Regions from separate parts of the Zea mays genome. Here region 2 is linked to region 1. A link is a contact called in public Hi-C data. All regions are on one chromosome and are shown on one strand. The core of a region is the stretch at or near the end of the contact, and the rest is flanking DNA. Distances in the headings are between cores, read along the strand shown.

Region 1 (3,589 bases), core at 678-3,177:
AAGCAAGGTGCCTAACAGCAGCAGTGGAGCAGTTCATTTCATGTTCAGCATGCAGAATAAAAAGAATATCTAGAGCTCGAGCAAGTCGAGGATTTGGTTTATATGTTCTGTCACCCCTGCCAAATTGATTTTTCTTTATATTCTTAGAAAACATAAATCAATGTACAGTCACAGTTGAACTGTTTGCTTATTTGAATGCATGGAAATAATCATACATGGCATAGTTGAAACATGCATTCAATATGAAACAACTTACAAAGAGTCCAGCATGTACAAGAAGTTCTCTGAATAAGATAGAGTATTTAAAGGAAGGACGGGAGGTCTTCCTGCTAATCTCAAGTAGGCAGCAGCTGCTATTGTTGGTGCCTGAACAAGCCAAATGCATATAAAAATCAAGGTACCATCATTTTAAATTTGCAAGATCTCCAGTTGTTTGCTAGAATTATAGCATTAACTAAAGGAACTAGATAACCAGGCATACCTTCCCAAGTACTCGCACAATTTGTTTATCCCTCACCTGCTTCGATTTATAAAGATCTTGACCCTACATGAGCAGAATATGTGTTCAAAATATTAAATTCAAATTTAAAGATCTGGCTGGGTTGAAATTTCTGGTTAATTGTATCACAGAAAGTTGATCTAGTTGAATAATATCCTCTGTCTTGATTGGTGCGTATAGGCAGTACTTACTTGTAGAGCAGGGTTTGCATCTGGATGAAAGACAGAAAGGGTGCTCATAGCACTGGCAAGAACACCCATGGGGTGAGCATCATGGGGCATTGATTGTATGATATCCTGAACACATTAAAGTAATTACAAAATATACATTTTAATCTATGCCAACTCAAAAATCTGTCTTGATAAGAAAAGTTGATAATAAAGCATACCAACAGTCCTTGGGGAACAGCAGAATGCTGAGAAATAGCAAATTCCCAGCCTGCCAATTGACTCTGAGTAGGCAAGTTCCCATACACTGAATACAATATGTATTATGTAAGTTCACAAAACAATTTCAATCGGTTACAATGATAAATAGAAGGACAGCAAAGTCGATATCACTTACTTAAAAGGTAGGCCACCTCAACAAACGAGCTGCTTTCAGCCAATTCTTCGATTGGATAACCCCTATAGCGAAGGATTCCCTCATCTCCATCGATGTAGCAGATGGACGAGCGAACAGGGGCAGTGTTAAGGTAACCAGGATCATAAATCTTAAGACCCTTGTCGTCCTTTCCAGTGGTAATCTGCAGCATATTCGGGAAAGGTAACCATCTTTGTTTCTAGACGACCTTCTATCATCGCAAAGGAATTGTTTGGTTGCATAGGGACAGGAGAGGATTGAGGGAGATTAAATCCCAATCCCCTTCAATCCACTCCAGGCAGACCTAAAAATTCAGCACCTAATTCAACGATCTTTGGTCATCAATCATGATTGCTACAAATTGACAATTCGCACAGCATGTTCCGGCAGCAACACAGCCAACATGACAATTGACAATAGCAAGCGCCTCCTAGAAGGCTAGAACGCCAAGACCCCGGGGGATCACGGCACGGCACGGCGCGACCGCCGGGACCGTCAATCCGCGCTCGCTGCTCGGTACCTTCTTGAAGTCGGTGGCGCGCACGGTGCCGTCTTCGGAGACCTTGACCTCGTGCCGCTTCCCGGTCCTCCCGTCCACCACGGCAAGCGCGCCGGCGCGGGGCCCGGGCGCCGGCGCGGATACCGGCGACCTCTCCAGCCCCGCCGCCTCCTCGGCCCCTGCACCACGGAGGTGGGAGGAGAGCACGGCAAGGCGGCCCCGCGCGGGGTCGGCGCGATCCATGGCGCGGGATCGAGTTGGTCGGTGGGAGAAGGGAGCAGCAGCCAAGCAAATGCAGAGGCCCAGACGGGATGCAGAGCAGAAGTGGTTGCTTGGACGCTTTGCCTTCGCGCAATTCGATGTATTTGCTCATTGATTGACGTCCTTTGCTGCTTTGGAGTCGTGCGAAAGTGAAACTCGTGCGTGTGGGGCTGTGGGCTCATCGTGCTCCAGCTCAGGTTCCACGTCATGCGTGGATTGGCTTCCGATCTGAATTTTAATTTGGATTTTGATTTTCAAGGATGGCCTCAAATTGGCGTGAGTATCTCCAAAAGCCTTTCTAAATTATCACTTAGTGAGTCATTTACATAAAAATTACTTTCTACTTCCTTTCTTTCAAAATAAAATTTATTTTAACTTTTTAGTTAATTCATACAGTAATTAATGTATTTGTTTTATATAATTTAAACGTAGATATAAAAATTAAAAGCTAAAATGACTAATATTTTAGGATGAATGGAGTATTTTTTTAATCCCCAACAACTTTTCTATATTTTATTTGCACTCTAGAGACATACGCGTTTTCGATCTTTGGCTAGCGAAAAACTCATAATAGAATATGGTCATATTTGGATAACCATTTACATAAGCTATTGGATGACATTTTAAAAAACAATCTCTATTTATATGTTCGAAAAGGTGACCAGAGAGGTGAATGGGAGCCAATCAAATCATGTTGCTTAAAACTAGAACTTGAGCACTTAACTTCAATGGAGATGAAGAAGTCCAAATCAAAAGCTCATCAACCAACCAGTGATCTCGTGTTTTGAAAATGTTCTTAGGACTCACACGAGACCAACAAAACAAACAAATTCAAATCGGACACCGAAAAGTCCGAAGCGCCACAAAACTGTGTCGCTATCTAGTGATGTTTTCAGGAACTCGAAATTTAGTTTTCGAATGCGAAATTGATTCAAACGGACTTCGATTGAGCTAGAATTTTACACACGCCTTGATAAATTAGTTTCCAAGGTCTTCATAAAATTTGAACTCGAACATATTTGTAAATCAAACACATTTTAGAAAACACAGACTAGACCGGGGTTCTGTTGGGGTTTTCAAAACGAGTTCACATTGGATCACGACTACAAACTGCTCAAACCAGATGATTACAATGGTCTAGAGAGTGATCTTTACCCCCAAGGTAATCCCCAAAACAATCCCTAACTCAAGAAATCAACAATTCTCACAAAATCCAAAGAGAGGGATTTAGAGAGTAGAAACTGGTTCAAAATTGCAGTGAGATCAACAAGACACGATCTAAACAAACATTGGACCATGAATGGTTATAGTCACCCTTCCTCTCAAAATCATAATTACACAGATGTGGAGTTCACGAGAACACTTGTGGATCTCCGGGCTAAGAACTAGAGCAACTTAGGAAATGGAAAGTAGGGTTTTCTAACAAGTGCCAAATGAAATAGCCAAAGAGATGGCTGCACACAACAGCCCTCCCACCTATTTATAGAGGGTTATTTCACTAGTATAAACTACCCCTAGATACATAGAGCTCATCCACTTAACCAGGACAAAATGGACCAACTACTAAAATATGCATCTAACGGCCACGCGCTCCACACGAAGTTGCTTCGCCTCGTCGCACCCTTCACGATGACACCACGTGCCTCCTCCGATTCCTGTTGGAACTGCACCACTAAGTTTTGAGGCCCAAACTCAGCAAAACCAACCCTCCGTAGCGTTGGGTCGTTTTGAGGTGCAACCAATTCAGA
Region 2 (3,398 bases), core at 233-2,732, 330 kb after region 1:
GAATCTTGAGGGCGAGATTCTTTTTAAGGGGGATATGTTTGTAACACCTTGAATTTGGAGGTATAAAATTTCTTCTCTAAATGCCTACCAAATTCAGGTGTTACCCTTTCTCTCTCTCTCTCTCTCTCTCTCTCTCTCTCTTTCTTTTGAGTAGAATTAGGTTAATTTAGTGACGGGTTTATTATTTATTATGTCAAACTTATGGGAGTTATGAATTGTTGCATCATGCTGAGCCCAAAATATTCTTTGAATTTATGCACATGTTTGATTTGGTTTGAATTTGAATTGAAAATCCTAGAGAAAATAAAAAGAAAAGCAATTAGAAATTCGGAGAAAAAAAGGAAAACCCATTTAAGCCCAAGCCGGCGTAGTCAAGCCCAACGGGGCCGCGCGCGCCCACGCCGCCTGACAGGTGGGGCTCCACCTGTCAGCGGCGATTTCTTCCCCCCCCCCCCTCGTGCTTTCTCTCCCTCTCCACCTCCCTCTGCCCAGTGGGGCCGGTGTGTCGGCGTCAGTTGCCCTTACCCGCGGGCCCGTCTCGTCAGTGCGACGAGCCGTTTCCCCCGCACGTCTGCTGTAACACCACAGGTGTTACTGTACGCGTAACAGCGAATATGGACTTAAGCATGGAATGTTAGTATAAATAATGATCTCTTTATCCAGTATACTTTTGTCTCTCAAGATTAATAATAATAATAATAAATGCAATAATAATTTACTAAGATCCGACTTTAGTAATCTCTTGGCATGCAAGCTCCGTGGCAATTGGATCGTTTGAGTGGGCGAACGTGAATTTGGACAACATTTGAACTTTATAAATTCGGACTGTGTGGGTAACTATGAAATTATGTGCGAAAGGGATAATGGAGTTTGGTTCCCCGTAGGTTGTGCCGGGTAGAACAGTAAAGTACTCGGGTCAATAACGAATGAAGTTTGTCTGATTTCGATCGACTCAAACATGACCTAAATATCAAAGCTGATGCTGCTTGATTCGGTCTATTTGTTTTTGACCCTGATCCGAGTATTTGGTTAGCAAATGAATTTATTGTAACTCAGTCTTGTGATTCTTGTCCCATATAAATTAAGCAAAACTCGGCAACTGAAGTTTTGGGTGCAAAATAATTCTGTCTTCGCCCGTCAGCTGGGAAATCATATCCGAGGATCTATAATTGAGATTTCTTCAGTAAATTATCTGCTCTAAATTAAATCAAGCGTAGTCTGTACTAATTTGACTAGTATCTTTTGTTTCGTCCGATTTACATCTCCCACATACTTAATCTGAAAATTTAATCATCACTAAAAATCGCAATTCAAAATATCTATGAATTTCTAAAAATATGAAAAAGAGAGAAATAAAAAAATCTCTTCCCATCCCTATCCCCTGCCGTCGCCCTCTCTGATCTTTTTCTTCACCACACGCGTGTGGACAGATATTTCCACCATCGGCATGGGCAATGGCCTTATCCCCTCGCTAGATTCTTTTCTCTGATTCTGTACCGCGCCCAGCGTCCTCCCTGCTCCTCTGCAGCGTGCGTCCCGGTGCCCTATCTACTCCAGCCATGGCGTGTCTCTGCTCCATCTCCCTCGCGGCGCCCTTTCCAGGCGTGCTCTCTGCTGCATCTCGCCATCGACGCTGGTCGAGTCCTCGTCTCCAACTTCCTCACGCTCGGCTCCCAGGTTTTCCACTTCACCGGCTACTGCTCTTCCTGGTGCGCGCGCTCCTCCGGCCACTGGTCTACCCATCTGGCGCATGCTCTCCACCTACAGGTCGTTTCCATGCTGCACTCTTTCATCACGTCGCTCCTCAAGCTCGTCCTGGTCACTGTCTTTAGCTACACCGTCGCCTTCATTCTTCTCGCAAGCTCCTCCCAATCTGTCGTCCCTGTCTCTGATTCCTGGCGTCATTTTCCAAACCCCGCTGCTCCGCTTCCCTCTCTCGTGCTCGCCGTCCCACAGCTTGAAGCCGACGAGGTGGCCTCAGCACAAGCGCGCGTAGCCTTGACAGTTGCTCATGGTGGCAATGTTGTGTGTTTATCTAAGAAAGTTGAATTTCTGAAGCTTCAAAATGGCAGTGACATTCGTGGTGTTGCTGTTGCTAGGATTGAAGGTGAGCCTGTCAACCTCACGGAAGATGTCACTAAAGCTATAGCTGCAGCTTTTGCCGCATGGCTATTAATCAAGAAACCAGATGACTTGAGACGTTTAAGAATCTCTGTTGGACATGATTCATGAATTTCTGCACATAAATTGCAGAATCCAGTCACTCATGGAATCACTGCTGCTAGACACGATATCCTACAATTTGGATTGGCTTCAACACCTGCAATGTTCAATAGTACACTTACAGAAGATGAGAGTAGTCATTTACCTGTTGTTGGAGTCATAATGATGACATATTATTCAGTCAAGGGGAGATTCCAAGAGTGGTGGATTGAGGAGAAAGTGAAGCTCAGTTCAAAGTTCGTCAGGTGTTCGATTGAAGGCTTCAATCAGAGACTGTCGTCATTCTTGCAAATATTAAGTCAAGTTGATTATGCAGCCCCTTACTCCTCGTCGTCGATCCACGCCGCGTCCACGACATGCCCGTCGATCCCGACGATCTATCTTCCTATGCGCGCCACTTGCGTTGAGATCCGAAGCTCCCCTGTCATGCTCGACCCTGGAGGTCTCCAACTTGTCGACATCCCTTACGTCGTCTTAAAATCCCAAGAGTTTGGATAAACCAACAAATCCCGTGTGGTGCTTGCCGGGTGCTCCGCAAAAAGGTCTTAACAAGAATCATTGACGTCTGCGCGAATTTATGGTCAATATGGTAATCATACTCTGATTCGCTATTTTGGCTAATTAATTTGATAGATGGATTAGAGGGATATTTATCGTAATAATTATTTTATTTGTAGCTTAAACGCGTCGTGGGTGTATTTGATGCATGATAAAGGTCGTAATTGTATGCTGCATGGTTACCACCATAATTATGAAGTAGTCGAGAGGTGTGGTGAAATATAGGTTTGAGGTATGAATGATATGAAGAATGTGTTGGAAAATTTGTATACGTAGCGCGATTAGATTATAATGAGAAAACTAGGTTAAGTATTTTATCTGGCTAGCTAGTAGTTCTGACGATGTTGTCGTGCCGATTTACTTTGTTTAAAGAAATTAATGCTTTACTAGAAGACATTCTATGCTTCGTCTCATGGTAGGATAACTGTCGTAGATAGATGTTGGTACCTAATGAAGTAAGTGGAAGCGAATAGTGTTGACAAGTCAATTTAAATCGAAATCTGAGAAACCATGTACTAAATTTATATAAATACGTTAGACTGTTGAGGTTATGTTTTCGTGAGGATCTTTGCTTTGATAATGTTTTATTTAGTGGCTTATGTAAGTTAAGTCTGATT

What was found. A called contact is a pair of places that touch in the nucleus more often than the background predicts.
Region 2: a Hi-C map of leaf shows a contact between it and region 1, with 5 times the contacts expected there. The contact joins the enhancer-like site here to the promoter of LOC100275174 in region 1. A contact is called at or near these places in 2 of 25 Hi-C or Micro-C datasets (leaf and tassel).

The regions. Positions count from the first base shown.
Region 1 is chr5:152,490,183-152,493,771 of Zm-B73-REFERENCE-NAM-5.0, forward strand. It overlaps LOC100275174, which reads right to left and starts at 1,928. Exons shown (of 13, transcript NM_001353653.1): 1 at 1,602-1,928; 2 at 1,064-1,244; 3 at 888-973; 4 at 691-795; 5 at 482-544; 6 at 257-366; 7 at 1-116. The coding sequence starts at 1,823.
Region 2 is chr5:152,815,964-152,819,361 of Zm-B73-REFERENCE-NAM-5.0, forward strand. No RefSeq gene overlaps it. Among protein-coding and RNA genes, the nearest start is that of LOC103628560, 94 kb to the right of the region's middle. Within about 2 kb of position 1,483, at least 6 of the 20 cell types and tissues checked have an H3K27ac peak or open chromatin away from gene starts, as enhancers often do. A contact at or near this core is called in leaf, where this site is marked.